2 separate regions of the Oryctolagus cuniculus genome follow, and region 2 is linked to region 1. Evidence: chromatin contacts called from public Hi-C data. All regions are on one chromosome and are shown on one strand. The core of a region is the stretch at or near the end of the contact, and the rest is flanking DNA. Distances in the headings are between cores, read along the strand shown. Region 1 has its middle 35 kb from the start of KDR. Region 2 holds the start of KDR (kinase insert domain receptor).

Evidence for each region. Hi-C and Micro-C count contacts between places; a contact is called where the count stands out from the background.
Region 2: a contact with region 1 is called in a Hi-C map of an unstated tissue, with 2.4 times the contacts expected there. The contact joins the promoter of KDR here to the enhancer-like site in region 1. A contact is called at or near these places in 2 of 6 Hi-C or Micro-C datasets (ear pinna and an unstated tissue).

The regions. Positions count from the first base shown.
Region 1 is chr8:109,237,640-109,244,572 of mOryCun1.1, forward strand. No RefSeq gene overlaps it. Among named protein-coding and RNA genes, the nearest start is that of KDR, 35 kb to the right of the region's middle. Within about 2 kb of position 2,277, at least 2 of the 8 cell types and tissues checked have an H3K27ac peak or open chromatin away from gene starts, as enhancers often do.
Region 2 is chr8:109,274,421-109,281,273 of mOryCun1.1, forward strand. KDR (kinase insert domain receptor) reads left to right here and starts at 1,289. Exons shown (of 30, transcript NM_001195670.2): 1 at 1,289-1,355; 2 at 5,850-5,943. The coding sequence starts at 1,289.

The DNA.
Region 1 (6,933 bases), core at 1,027-3,526:
GGCCGCTTTCCAATGCTGAGGGGAGGGGCAGCCACTCTGCTTCCGCTGCATACCCAGGCCTCACGCAGACACAGCCAGCCCAGGACTGGCTGAAAAACAGACCAAATGTTATCCGGACGAGCACTGTCCAATCGGATGTTCCGTGAAGACGGTGAACGTTCTGAAAACCCAGTATGGCGGCCACCAGTCACTGGTGCCTGTTAAATGCTCAAAATGCAGCTGCTGTGGGGAGAAACTACCTTTTTTCTGTTTTCCTCCAGTTTTAGCCATTATGTTTTATTGTAAGAAAGAATTTGAAATGTTAGACAGTATCGCTATTAATCCTCAAATGTTAACAAGTTACTTGCGTATTGTCTTTGGGTCTTTATTCTCTTGAATATCCATTTTTACCTTTTTAAAATCAGAGAATACACACGAGATAAAAGTCCATGTTTAGGGGCATTGTTTGGCACACTTGGGACACCAGTGTCCCGTATCAGCGTGCGTGGGATGGAGTCCCGGCTGCAGGCCCAATCCAGCTGCCTGCTAATGGGCACCCTGAGAAGCAGCAGGTGCCGGCTCAAGTGCTTGGATCCCTGCCATGCATGTGTGAAACCCGGATGGTGTTCCAGGATCCTGGCTTTGACCTGACTCAGTCCTGGGCATATTGTGGCCATCTGGGGGCTGAATCAGTACATGGGAAATCTCTCTCTCTCTTCTCTGCCTTTCAAATAACACAAATAAATCAAATTTTAAATCAACTTTTAATGAGTTCACTTCCAAGAATTTCCAGGAAGACCACGAAAATGTTTCTGAGTACAGAGCACTGAAAATAAACTGATTTTTTTTCTGAGGGGTCAAAAGCGAAATCGAATAGGACAGATGTGGAGGGGGTCGAATGCAAGCGTTGACTAATGAAGCTTTAAAGTTGAGTAGGTGCAAGTCGCTGCAACCCCTGGGAGTGCATATCCCAGGGAGCAGATCAGGTCTTGGATGGATCAGTTCACGTCCTGGATGGAATGGTATTTTAAAGTAGAAGGGATGGGGAAGAAAAATGGGCTAGTTACACCGCAAATGCGACAGTGGTTGTCAGGGGTCGGGAGAGAAACTTGTGAGTTCTTCTAGGTTATTGCCCCTGAACACGTGCATTGTTGAAAAGTCTGGAAAATACAGATGAGCTGAAAGCAAACGTTAGCAAACACCTCCGGTCCCGCCAGTTCCCTTTGGGTTTTAAAACGAATCCACCTGTTGTGTGTGTGTGTGTGTGTGTGTGTGTGTGTGTCTTTCCAAGGGCGGAATGACAGCATCCCCTTGTCTTATAGTTTGCGATTTTTCCCCTCTGAATTCTACCACAAATAACCCCCAAATGAAAAGTACAAACAATGCTTTGCCAAATATCGCGTTGCTAATCTTGGGCACACAACCACGCGCTGATGCTGATGCTGCGTCCTTCATCCCAGGAACCCCGATTTCTCCTGGGGGGTGCAATGGCCTCTTCCTGCACCCCACCAACCTCCCTGCTCCCTCCCTCCCCCACCCAACCTCACCTTGCCGGAGGCGGGAGGAGGAGGAGGCACACCACTGGCTCCCTGCGGTCCAGCAGGGGTTTCCCAGTGTCCTGCGGGGCACTGGGGTTCTCCGCTTACCTCCACTGCAGATTTAAGAGGTGCAGGGGCCATCGGTCGTTTCCTGTTTAGGGAAGCCTCGTCTTTCCTCACCTGTCTTTCCTGTGCCCTCTTCCTGTCTCTGCCTGCGTGGGCCCCCGCGGTTTCCTGCTCTGGGCCCCCCCATGGAGGCTTCTCTGAGCTCCTAGTGGAGCCGGGATGTCTCTAGGCTTCCCACCACTGGGAGGAATGCGTAGCCCGTTTTTTAGCTACATGTAAGTTACAAAGCCCTGCTTCCATCTGATCCGCCGCCCTGATCCCATTCTCTCGGTGGCAAACCCTTGCTCTAAGGGGCGCCGGCCCCTGAGAGAGGTTCCCTGAGCAGAGCAGGAGGAGCAGGAATGAGTCGGTCCTGGCTGGGAGCTGCCTTCCCAGGGGCTGAATCAGCGCCTCGTGTGGAAGCCAGAGTGCGGCAGAGGTGACCGGAAGCATTGCCGTGTCAAGGACAGTGTTCCAGAGAGCCAGGCTGAGAAGCCACAGGCCCTCGGAGGGGGTCTCGTCCCCCGGAGCCACGGTTGTCACTGGAGACCCAGCCTCTGGTGTCTGGCAGCCAGCACACACGTCCACGTGTGTCATCGCTCACACACGAACCCAGTTGTGCTAGCCTTCGCGGGGGAGGCAGGCAACACCTCTTGCGAGTGCACGCTGATGGCCCAATATTGTGGCTGCGCTCCAAGGCATTTCACACGCTTCCTTCTCTTTCTTTTGTGGCTGCTAGGGAATTGCAAATCGCAATGTGGTGCCCCTTTGTTGCTTGCAGAAGGAAGTATACATATGGACGTGTTTGTGTGCTGGGCACACAGGTGTGTGCAGTGCTGTGATACACACACTGGCTGCATCTTTCCCCACCCACCTGGCAGTGGGTCTTGGAAATCATTTCGCATCACTATATGAAAAGATTTAAAAAATATTTATGCGTGGGATTCTGTTGCATAAAACTCCATGTATAATAATAACCAGGCCTTTGGATCAACCTTTAGGTAATTTTTAGCTCCCCCACCCCCTGTGGACTTTTACAGAGAAAACTGCAATACATGACCTTGTCGAGTTCGCATGCGTGCAGTTGGAAAAGCTGGGTAGAAGACAATTGATTACAAGCTTCGTTTTGACAAATGTGCGTTTGTCTCTGTGGAGGACTTGGAGTTAGCACAACCGTAAGCAACTCTCTTCCCTTCAGTCTCCTAGCTCGGTGTAGCCCGGGCATGGCTGTCTCGGCAGATCTGATCACCCAGTGCCACCGTTGAGTTACACTGCTTGGTCTTATTACTATAGTTAAGGCTTGATAATAACTACTAAGGTTTAAAAATGATTGATGTATTTGAGAGGCAAGGAGACAGAGGCAGAGAGGAAGGGAGAGAGAGAGAGAGAGAGAGAGAGAGAGAACCTGTCTGCTGGTTCACTCCACAGATGCTTGCAATGCCCAGAGCTGGGTCAGGCCAAAGCCAGAGCTGGGAGCTCAGCCCAGGTCTCCTACGTGGGCGGCAGGGACCCAACTCTGATGTGGGAGTATCTTACTGCCAGGCCAACTGCCCCCCCAGCCATAGAACTGTTAATGTAAATGGTAAGTCGTAGCTGCTGAAGCATTTTCACGTGTCTTCTCATTTAATTCTTACAAGGACCCAGTGATAATAAACATTTTACCTGAAGAACAGAGACGAATCTCTCTGGGGGCTGAATGTCTACACAAACTCTTTTCCTTCTCAACACAGTATGGCAGCAGATTTTACAGGTTTTATCATGCCCATTTTACAGATGAAAACACTGAGGTTCAGAATAGTTAAGTGATGCATCAGAAATCACACAGCTGGCACACAAGGGGTTAATGGTGCAATTTTGCAGGTAGACCAGTGTGTTAATTCTGGATCAGCTGTTTTCACTAGCATGAACATGGGTGAGTTCATTAATATGTAATGTGTGCTGATGAATATGTAAAACACAGACTTGAAGTACCGCCCCATAGGGGCGTGTCAAAATCAATCAAGATAATGTATGTGGTAGAACACTGCTTGGCATAAAGCAAGCCTTAAACATGTATGCGTCTGTGTATGCATAGGTGTGTGTGTCTGTGCATGCCTGGTGGTGCATACACATGTAGGTGGCCATAAACACACGTGCGTGACGCGTGTGTGCGTGTAGTGCATGCGTGCGTGTGCGGGCCACAGCTCATTCCCAGGCTGCTGGCTTCCTGAGCTCCCGCTCGCTCATTGTCGCTTCCAGTGACTCAGTATTTCCCGGGGCAGCGAGATTCCACTGTCTGACCCAGTTCTTACCTTTGTGTGAGTGGGGGAAGGGCAGGAGCCCTGCGGGGACGTCCCCAGGACTCCTGGAGCCTACACTTTCCGCCAGGCTTGGGCCGACGGGATGCTCTTGCTCTTTCGACCTGAGCCTCTCTCCCACAGCTGGGCCACTGTGGCTGCTTCTGGCAGTTTCTTTGAGGTCTTGCAGCAAAATGAGCTTAAGTTGCATGGTTATGTGAAATAAAAATAGGGCAACACTCACAACCCAGGGTGGCTATGGATTAGGTCGGGCTAGTCCTAGTGTGTTCAGCTGGCTCCCAGATCAAAAACAAAAATTATAAGTCCCATACTAAACCATGGCTGTGAGATGGTGCGGATCCTCTGTGACTGCAGAATGGGCTTTATTCTGTCCCATTTGGGAAAAGCGACAGGAAGTAGGTGATCAGGAAATGCAGGAACAATGGGCTTTTCCTGGAAGAGCAGCCCGAGGCCGTGACTAAGCGTTCAGACGCGCTGGCCTGGGCAGGCAGGAGCCATGGCGGGAAGGGGGGCCTCGGACAAGGCCATCCGTGGCTTATTTCGTCCTCTGTGCATGGTAAAAATAAAAGCAAGATCCTGGCAGGGTCACCTCGGACCTGGAACCCCAAGTCGTTTGTTAGCAAAAGCTGCTCCCCCCCACCACCACGAAGCCTTGAAAATGACCTTGGTGTTGGGCAGAAAAGGCCGTGGTGGGGGGGCTGCCTTCATTTGCGTTGAGGAAGGGAAACTTCTAGAGGTAGTACCACCGCCAAACGGGGATGGTTTGCTGGCCTGTTGGCGCCCCCACCCCTGCCCCCGTCTCCTAAATTCTGTTCCCCTGAATTCTGTTGGTTTGAAAAGCCTTTGGTTGCCACACAGTTGCTTTCTCTCTTTAAGTAACCAGGGGCTGGTGCCGTGGCGTACCAGGTAAGTGGCATAGCAGGTAAAGCCGCTGCCAGCATCCCACATGGGCCCTGGCCCGAGTCCTGGCTGCTCCTCTTCCGATCCAGCTCTCTGCTATGGCCTGGGACAGCAGCAGGAGATGGCCCAAGTGCTTGGGCCCCTGCACCCGTGTGGGAGACCTGGAAGAAGCTCCTGGCTCCTGGCTTCAGCCTGGCCCAGCCCTGGCCATTGTGGCCATTTGGGGAGTGAACCAGCGAATGGAAGATCTCTCTGTCTCTCTGTATCTCCCTGTCCCTCTGCAACTCGGACTTTCAAAATCAATCAAGCAATCAAAAACAATAATTAATGGGGATTTGTCCAAAGGAAGCACCCCATGTTGCCGCACGCACCCCAGGTCACGAGGGCGGTCCCTCCAGCCACCAGGCAGGTCCTTGCCATTGCTCTTCCCGCAGCCTTGTTCCCTGGGTTCTCCCAGGCTCTGTGCAGCGCTGGAAGCTTCTGCAAGCCCTCCAGCCTCACCCCAGAACGTGAAGGGGCTGGGGGCCTCAGCACCTTTGTGCCAGGGCCCTGGGTACAAGGCAGTCCCCTTCCAACGGGCATCAGCTCTAAGCACAGCTGATGTTTTTCTTCGATGGAAAATGTTTACAATACTTGTATCCCCTCCTCATGTCACACCCCGGGGGCCACCACTGAAAAACAGGAAGTAGTGTGTATTCCTCCCTGTCTGTCCTTCCCTGTGCGACTGATTACATCTTTAGCTACTCTCTTAGCAAAACGAGATGCAGTCTGTTGGTATTTTTTAAGCCTTGATTTTCCAACTTAGCACTTACGAGTTCTTCCTTTTTAAAACTGCTTGCCAGCAGATAGGAACAACTGTAAAATGGTACAGTCTCTTTGGAAAACAATGGCAGCTTACTGTGAAGTGCAACCCAAGTTTAACCCATCGCTCGCCAGTCCCACCGCTGCTGTTTAGCCCTGTGGAAGAAAACACGGCCAAGTCTCGTGCAGAATATTTGGATCAGTCTCATTCTTGGTAGTGCGGAAGATGGAGACAGCTCACATGTCCGTCAGTTGGTGAAAGACCGAACACATGACGGAGCGGCCGCCCTGTGGCCCACTACTCAGCAGTAAAAAAGGAACAAGGTGTAAACACACACGCAGTGACACCAGTGACTCGAAAGCCGTGTGCTAAGAGGAAACTCCGACCCAGAAGTCTCCCTGGCACGCTGTGCTCTATGCAATGGTCTAGAAAAGTCAGTCCAGCGGCTGCCTGAGCCTGGATGAAATAACCTGCTAAGGAGGAGGCTTTTTAGGGTCATTGGGAAGTTCTTGATTCCACCACTGCATGTAATTGCCGGAATTCATCAAAGTGTACACCTAGAGTTGATGAATATGTAAATGATACCGCAACAAAATCAAAAATGACAAGATAATAAACATGGTTGTGAAACAGTTGGCGTTTGGCGCCGTTCATTGGATGCTGCTTATTTTTCTAGGCACTTTAGAAGTATTAACCTGTTCGTCTGTGTGGTAACCTGTGACGTCACCACCTCTCTCATCCCCATTTCGCAGAGTCAGACGGAGGCCCTGAGATCTTCAGTAATTCGCCCAGGATCACAGCACGCTAACGCAATCCAGTTCAGGTAATCTGGCTCCACCGGGCTGGGCGTTTTGGGGCAGTGGGCTAAGCTCCCTCTTGTGGAACCTGCATCCCACATCGGAGGGCTGGTTTTGAGTCCTAGCTCCTCTGTTTTGGATCCGGCTTCCTGCTGATGTGCTAGGAAGACAGCAGACGATGGCCCAAATAATTGGGTCCCTGCCACCCACGTGGAAGACTGGGATGGAGTTCCTGGTTCTGGCTTCAGCCTGGCCAGCCCTGGCTCTTGTGGGCATTTGGAGAGGGAACCAGTGGATGGAAGATACACCTCTCTCTCTTTCTCTCTCATTTCCTAGAAGTTGGTCAAAGACTAGGTGAGTTTACATTTTCCCTTAAAGTTCCTATTTTTCTACTCACCATGGTCATGAACTTGAGGAACTGCGAGCCTGCTCGTGGCACCACGTCCTGTGAGAATTCTGTCGCCATGGGCCGGGGAGGTTGTGCCCTAATCTTGGGATCCAGAACAAGCCAAAAC
Region 2 (6,853 bases), core at 39-2,538, 36 kb after region 1:
CCTCGGTGGGTTTAGGCATAGAAAGGGTCACTTTGCTTCCTCCTTTCGCTGAAGGACGTTCACACATTGTCATTTTTAAAGCACCTGCCTGCACCTGGGAAGTCCACATTTCACGAAGGTAGGAGACACCTGGCGCCACCCTCCAGGTGTGCGCAGAAGCGCGGAGAACGCCAGACGCAAGGTGCGTATTCAGAAGCGCACGGAGGCCCAAGCGCGCGCGGACAGCCTCGAGGCTTGGCCTCGGCTTCGGGGCTGCCCCGGTGAAGCCCGCCGGAGGCCCGAGCCGCCCGGGCTGCAAGCTCTGCTCTGGGCAGGGAGCTGGCCCAGGGCCCGCGGGGGGCTCCCGCTCCGGAGCGGCGCTTCCCCGTGGAACGAGCACTGGGTTCCTCGCGTTCCCGGACTCCCGCTGTAGGTTTCTAGGGCAGAGGCAAGCAGACATCTCCAACGCGAACGCCTTTCTGGGGGCTGCGCAGGTAACTGCAGGCAACCCGAGACCTCCGGGTAAAAGATGCAATGGCCGGGCCGTCGCGAACTGCGCAAGTGGGCGTTCTGCTTAAAGGCATCCAAGTTCGGATTTAAAACTTCAGCTGCGGGCTCTAAAGCGGGCAGAACGGGCACTCGGACAGAAAACCCCAAGGCCACCGGCGGGAGCCCCGCCACTCGCTCCCGAACTCCGGATCAGCTCCGACAGCTCGGACGCGCCTAGCGAGGGCGCCGTGTGGCTCCTGCGCTCCGGGCGACGCTCCCCAACCTCGGAGGCCAGCACCGACTGAGCCTCGGAGTGGCCCACAGCCGCTGCGCGCCGCGTCTCCGTGCAGCTGAAACCGACCTGTTGCGCAGGGACGTTCTCCCCGCCCCGGCCACGCGCGGCGGGGCAGGCGCGGGGAGCCCCGGATCCCCGCCCAGGACCAGGGCAGGGGGTGGAGCCGGCTGCACAGGGAGCCCCGCCCCGCCCCGCCCCGGCCCCGCCCCCACACTCTAAGTTTCGGGTCCGGCTCCCACCCAGCGCTGAGTGTCCGGACCGCGCGAGCTCAGGTTCAGTGCCTACGCCGCGTCTCCAGCGCCCGCGCGGGCCATCCCTTGGGCGCTCCACAGAAAGCCCTGAGCCAGTCCCGCAGCCAGGATTTCCTCGCCTGCCCGCACCCGCAGTGCCCTTGCCCTGCGCGCTCCGGGGTCCCGCGCTCCGAGGCGGCCCGCGCCCCTCGGGGCACCCTCTCCGCGGGGCTAGGCGCCGGGAGCCAGAGGCGGCGCGCGAGTTCAGGGCACCGCGCCCTGCGCAAGGTGCGGGATGGCGAGCAGGGCGCTGCTGGCCGTCGCTCTGTGGCTCTGCGTGGAGACCCGGGCCGCCTCTGTGGGTAAGGAGCCCACTCCCTCGGAGCCAGGTGGAGAGGTCGGGGCGGGCGGAGAGATGGGGATGCCCAGGAGGCCCGAGCCAACTCGCAGGCTGGAACTCGGCACCTGGGCGCCTTGCTGTTATCAACCGGGAAGCCGAGGCTGAGACGCCGGCCCGCGTGCGCGCCGCAAGTGGTCCCTGGAGCTCTCGCCCCGGTCTTTTCCCACGCCGCTGCTCTCGGACCGCCGCCTTCTCTGGAGGGTGTGCCGCTCACACCTTCGGACGCCGGGGAGGCGGCAGTGGGCAGCCTGCAAGGCGCGGTCGGACTGCGCTGGCCACTCCCGCCCCGGCGCGCACCATGCGTCCGGCTGCGCCTCTGCGGGACTCCAGCCGGCCCTGGCGCGCGGTTCCCCTGCGGCTCGAACGCTAGTGCGCTCCCAGTCGTTGTAGGAGCTGGGCTCCGAGGGCAGGAAACTTGATTTCTTTCTTTGGTGCCGGACGCCGCTCTCCTCGCAGAGAGAAGAAGGGGACCTCGGAGCTGAACCCCGGGGCGGTGACGGCTTCCCCAAGGGTCTCTTAGTAACAGCTTCCCTTGTAGAGCAAGTTGACATTTCTCAAAGGGCTGGAGGGTTTGGGATTAGCACACAGAAGTTCAAGTTCGGAAACCTTGCTCTGCGGGGCTTGGTGCCAGTGTCACTGGCCACTCTCCTTGCCACCTAAACTCCTGCCTCTTTCAAGATGGGAATCACACATCTGTTTGATGTGGTCGCTGTCCCCTCTCTCTCCCCAACTCCTCCCCCTTTCCTCCTCACCCCTCCTCTGCGCAGCGCGCTGCACTCTGTACTGCAGTCCCAGCCTCTGACTCTCAGATCTCCACCCTCTGGAGGGTGAGAAAGGAGGAGGATCAGAGAAAGGAACAAAAGTCAAACAAAGCCAGGAAAAAGTTCCTTACACTTGGTTGGAAACAATGGCTCCCATGCCTTCAAAGTCGCTGGCACTCCTTCGCAGTCCCAAGAGCCTTTGTCTGCCTTCATAGAATTTTCTTGATAATGACTCGGCTCATCAGGGTCAGCTCCACCATGGACACTCTTCCCCCAACCCCGGTTCTGGGAGGGGAACGGGAGCCTGAGACATGTGGCTGCTCTGTATCCCATAAAGAAGCGGGTTGCCTGTAAGCCTGGGGTGCCTCCTAGATGATCAGGTTGCCCTTGTACAATGTGCGGCTACCCTTTGGGAGCGGGTGACTTGCTTAATTGGATTGGGCTGTAATTGGTGCCATCAAATTCTAGAGACAGAAGAACTGTTGGTTTGCTTCCCTGGCCTTGAGCTGGAAGGGTAACAGTGCACAAATTAATTAACGTTGGTTATGGGATTTGAACGTAGAAGGGCTTTTTATTGAGTGCTGGCACGTGCACCTGTTAACAGTTATTTTCTTATACCTTCCTAAAGAGTAAGAACTCAACCTTGCCCGTGACAATGAATGAAGCTTAGTGGGGAAAAACCAAAAAATTGAGCACCGGCCTGCAGAGATGAAGTTGATGTTAGCACAGCCTTGTGGAATGGATTCTCATTGCAGACAGGACTCAAATACGCTGGTGTTTTCTTGGCTTCCTGTGAATAGAAGGCATAGCTTAAAATTTTTTTTGCATAGCTAATTTGCATAGCTAGAATGTGAGTGGATCTGTAGTAATGGCTTTTGGGAGACTTTCAAGAGTTCATAGCTTGGTGCTGGGGGTGAGCATAGCTTATTGAGAGCCTACTCGTTTTACTGCTTTTTTTTTTTTTTTTTTTTTTTTTGGTCTCACACCAATGTGCCCAATTAACAGGTGTCTTCCTACTCAGACTTGTGTGCGAGTTGTAGTAAGTTACTGCCTTGAGTGTGTTTCTCAACCTAGGGTTTCCCACAGGCTTGAAAGCTGTGTCCATTTATTTGAATTGTGTTCATTTTTTCCTGTCTCAGACAAAGGGAAGGCTTCTCTCCTGCTGTGGGTATGCTGTCTTCATATGGAAAAGTGTCCTGCGAATGAATTCAACATGGCTGACTGCCAAGACCTGCCACTGTCCCAGGGCGAGCCCTCTGTGCTAGAGGCACCTGAAATGCTTGTTCACATGCGAATTTGTGGATCTGGGGGACACAGCCTAAAGTTTCAGACGCACGGCTCCAAACCCAGGAAGGCCGGACCAGTGTCGGCCAACTACTGTCTGAGACTGATTGATGTCATTCAATTTCCAGGTGTTTTTCTGAAAAAGCTGTGTTAGCCATCAGCAAATGTACAGTTGGTCAGCAGCCGATTTTGCACATCTGTGTGGGTGTGTGGAGACACGCGCAGTCAGTTGTTGGTTTCGCCTGCCGTTGTGCACATGAGGGTGCAGAGGTTCATTGCACTGGGTGTTTACACGGGATATTTGCTTATTCTCTCTTTATTCATACTCGCTCAGATTTGCTCATACCCTCTTATTTGCCCAGCAAGGTCAAGGCTAGTTTAGGCCTGGAGAGTCATTTGTTCTTGGTGTGGATTGGAAAGCTTGAGTGATTATTTAAAAGAATTTTTTTGTTTGTTTATATATTTAAGAGCCAGAGAGACAAGACAGAGACAGAGAGAGACAGAGATCTGAGGTAGAACCAACTCCATCTGCTTGTTCCTGCCCCAGATGCCTGCAATAGCTAGGACTGGGCTAGCACTTGGACTTGGGCAGAATGAAGCTGGGAACCAGGAACTCAGTCCAGATGTGCCACAGGAATGGCAGGAGCCCAGTTTCTGGAGCCTTTGTTAGCTAGGTGCTGGAGCTGGGAGCCAGAGGCAGGTCTCAAACTCCAGTGGGGGACAGAGGGCTTTATTTATTTATTTTATTTTTATTTTATTTTTTTTAAAGATTAATTGTTTAGAGAGAGAGATCTTCCATCTGCTCATTCACTCCCCAGATGGCTGCAATGGTCAGTGCTGGGCCAGGCCAAAACCGGGAGCCAGGAGCTTCTTCCAGGTCTCCCACGTAGATGGCAGGGGTCCAACTCTCGCTGCTTTTCCCAGGCCATTAGCAGGGAGCTGGATCGGAAGTGGAGCAGCTGGGACTCAAACTGGCGCCCATAAGGGCTGCCGGCCATGCAGATGCAGTGGCGGCTTTACCTGTTATGCCACAACGTGGAGCTCTTAACCTGCACCTTGAGGGCTCCAATGTCTACACGAGTCTTTAAGCTGCTGGTTTGAAGATCTTGACGTCTGCAAAGACCCTAGCCTGGTGAACAGTTTTTCTCTGATGCTTTTTCTTTTCTTTTCTTTCTTTCTTTTTTTTTTTCTTTTTTTTTCTTTTTTTGGACAGGCAGAGTGGACAGTGAGAGAGAGAGACAGAGAGAAAGGTCTTCCTTTGCCACTGGTTCACCCTCCAATGGCTGCCATGGCTGGCGCATCGCACTGTTCCAAAGCCAGGATCCAGGTACTTCTCCTGGTCTCCCATGGGGTGCAGGACCCAAGCACTTGGGCCATCCTCCACTGCACTCCCTGGCCACAGCAGAGAGCTGGCCTGGAAGAGGGGCAACCGGGACAGAATCTGGCACCCCGACCGGGACTAGAACCCGGTGTGCCGGCGCTGCAAGGTGGAGGATTAGCCTAGTGAGCCGCGGCGCTGGCCTCTCTGATGCTTTTTCAACACGTGGTGGCCCTTGGCGTGTGATGGACAGAGAACGCTGCTCTCTTGCTGTGGACTGATCCGTGGTGAAGAATCCATCCCGTGACAGGTTCCTGGCTCCTGAGTCTTTGGGTCAAGACAAGGTTCTTGTGTTGCAAGCTTGGTGTCAGGTTAGGCTCAGAGCTTTGATGCATAGGTTGCGAGCTCGCAGTCGGAATTGGTTATCGTGATGCTTGGTTGAAGCCTGCTGGCACAGAGTGTGCTAATATGCAGGGGTGTGCTAGAAACAGGAACACGGCCTCTCTCCCTCGGTTGCTCTCCCCAGCTTTAGTGCACAGTCTGTACGAGCTGTTATTTCCACCTCGACACATCGGTTGCAGAAGAAGCGCACTAGAACATCATAAAGGAAAACGAGACAAAGCTGTGACACTCCCCTCCCCCTATTAGGGAACACAGATGAGCTGCACAGTAATCTCTCCAAGCGGGATTCATTAATCAGCAGATTAGGCCAATGTGGACATCCTATGTTTTATAAGAATGTCAGTGGGTCCTTTCCCGAGGGGTGAGGTCATCAGCTGAAGGCTCATTTGGTTTCAATGTCCCACATCCTTTTGTAAGACCTTGAGGTTGGCAATGCAGGAAAACAGGAACTCCACCCTGGCTCCGTGAATTGCAGTGCTGTTGTGCTCATGGATGAGCGTCTGCCCATCCTTCCTGTTAGGACACAGCTTGTGAACTTTTACTGGGAACGGTGGGAAGTAAATCCCCACTTGGGTACAATGCCTTGCTGAAGGGGCCTTTTACAGTACCGAGTATGAGTTGTTCATGGAAGGTGTTTCCTAATGAGTCCAGCTAAGTGGCAGGGCCGCTCATTTATTTCCTTTGTTTCCAGGTTTGCCTGGTGTCTCGCTGGAGTCACCCACGCTCAGCACACAAAAAGACATCCTTACAATTATGGCGAATTCAACTCTCCAAATTACTTGCAGGTAAGGATTCATTTTAGATTCGTATTTCCTGTGTGAAAGACCTCATTGCTTTTTGAGGGAAGGTAACTTCTGTGACAGCAGAATTATAATAAATTTGTAGCAATTGTTCACGTGTAGGGAGGTGGCTAAGAACTGATATAATGCAAAAATGGGACACATTTTCTATCAAATATTCTCTACTGCTTGGCTGGTATATTTTTCTACTGCGTTCTGCGCGTACACACACACACACACACACACACACCAGTACAGCACCTAGTACATAGTGAGCACTCAATAAATATTGAATACATAAACCAAGTTGCAGACATACCCTTAAAGGTGTAGATGCTTGGGCTGTATTTAGCACACACGGCCTGGCTCCTGGACATCTTTTTTAGGCGCGTGTTTCATGATAAAATCCTGACTGTGGTAGGAGCAATGCAACATATCGTGAATATGAGAGAACGTTCTGCATGACCCATGGGCCGTGTGCTCTGGCTGGGGGACCTGGGCTGCCTGTCTCCCCGTGTGCCACTTCGAAGTCATACTCATGCGTGTTGATAACTGGGAAGACATCTCTTTGACAAGAGGAAGAGATCCTTAAATTTTGCCTTGCAAACCCTGCCTGAGAAGGAAAAGTAGAAGACCTGGGGGCATCTATTGTAGATTGCAAAGTGCAAAAGGATGCCCCGTTCCCCTGATCCAGGGCAAGTTGCCAAGAAGTAGCCCTTGGGACAAAACGTGTAGCTGGCGCTGTTTCGATAGTTTGGCTAGCTCAAGACACATTCAGGTAGACTGTCCTCATTCTCACCTTGAAAACAAAGGTTGTTTAAGATCCCCAAAGATCCCACTCTTCTGGCAACTCTGCATGAAGCTGTCTTGGGCTCTGAAGAGGCCATGGAGTGGGCTGATGGTTGCAGCTTCCTGG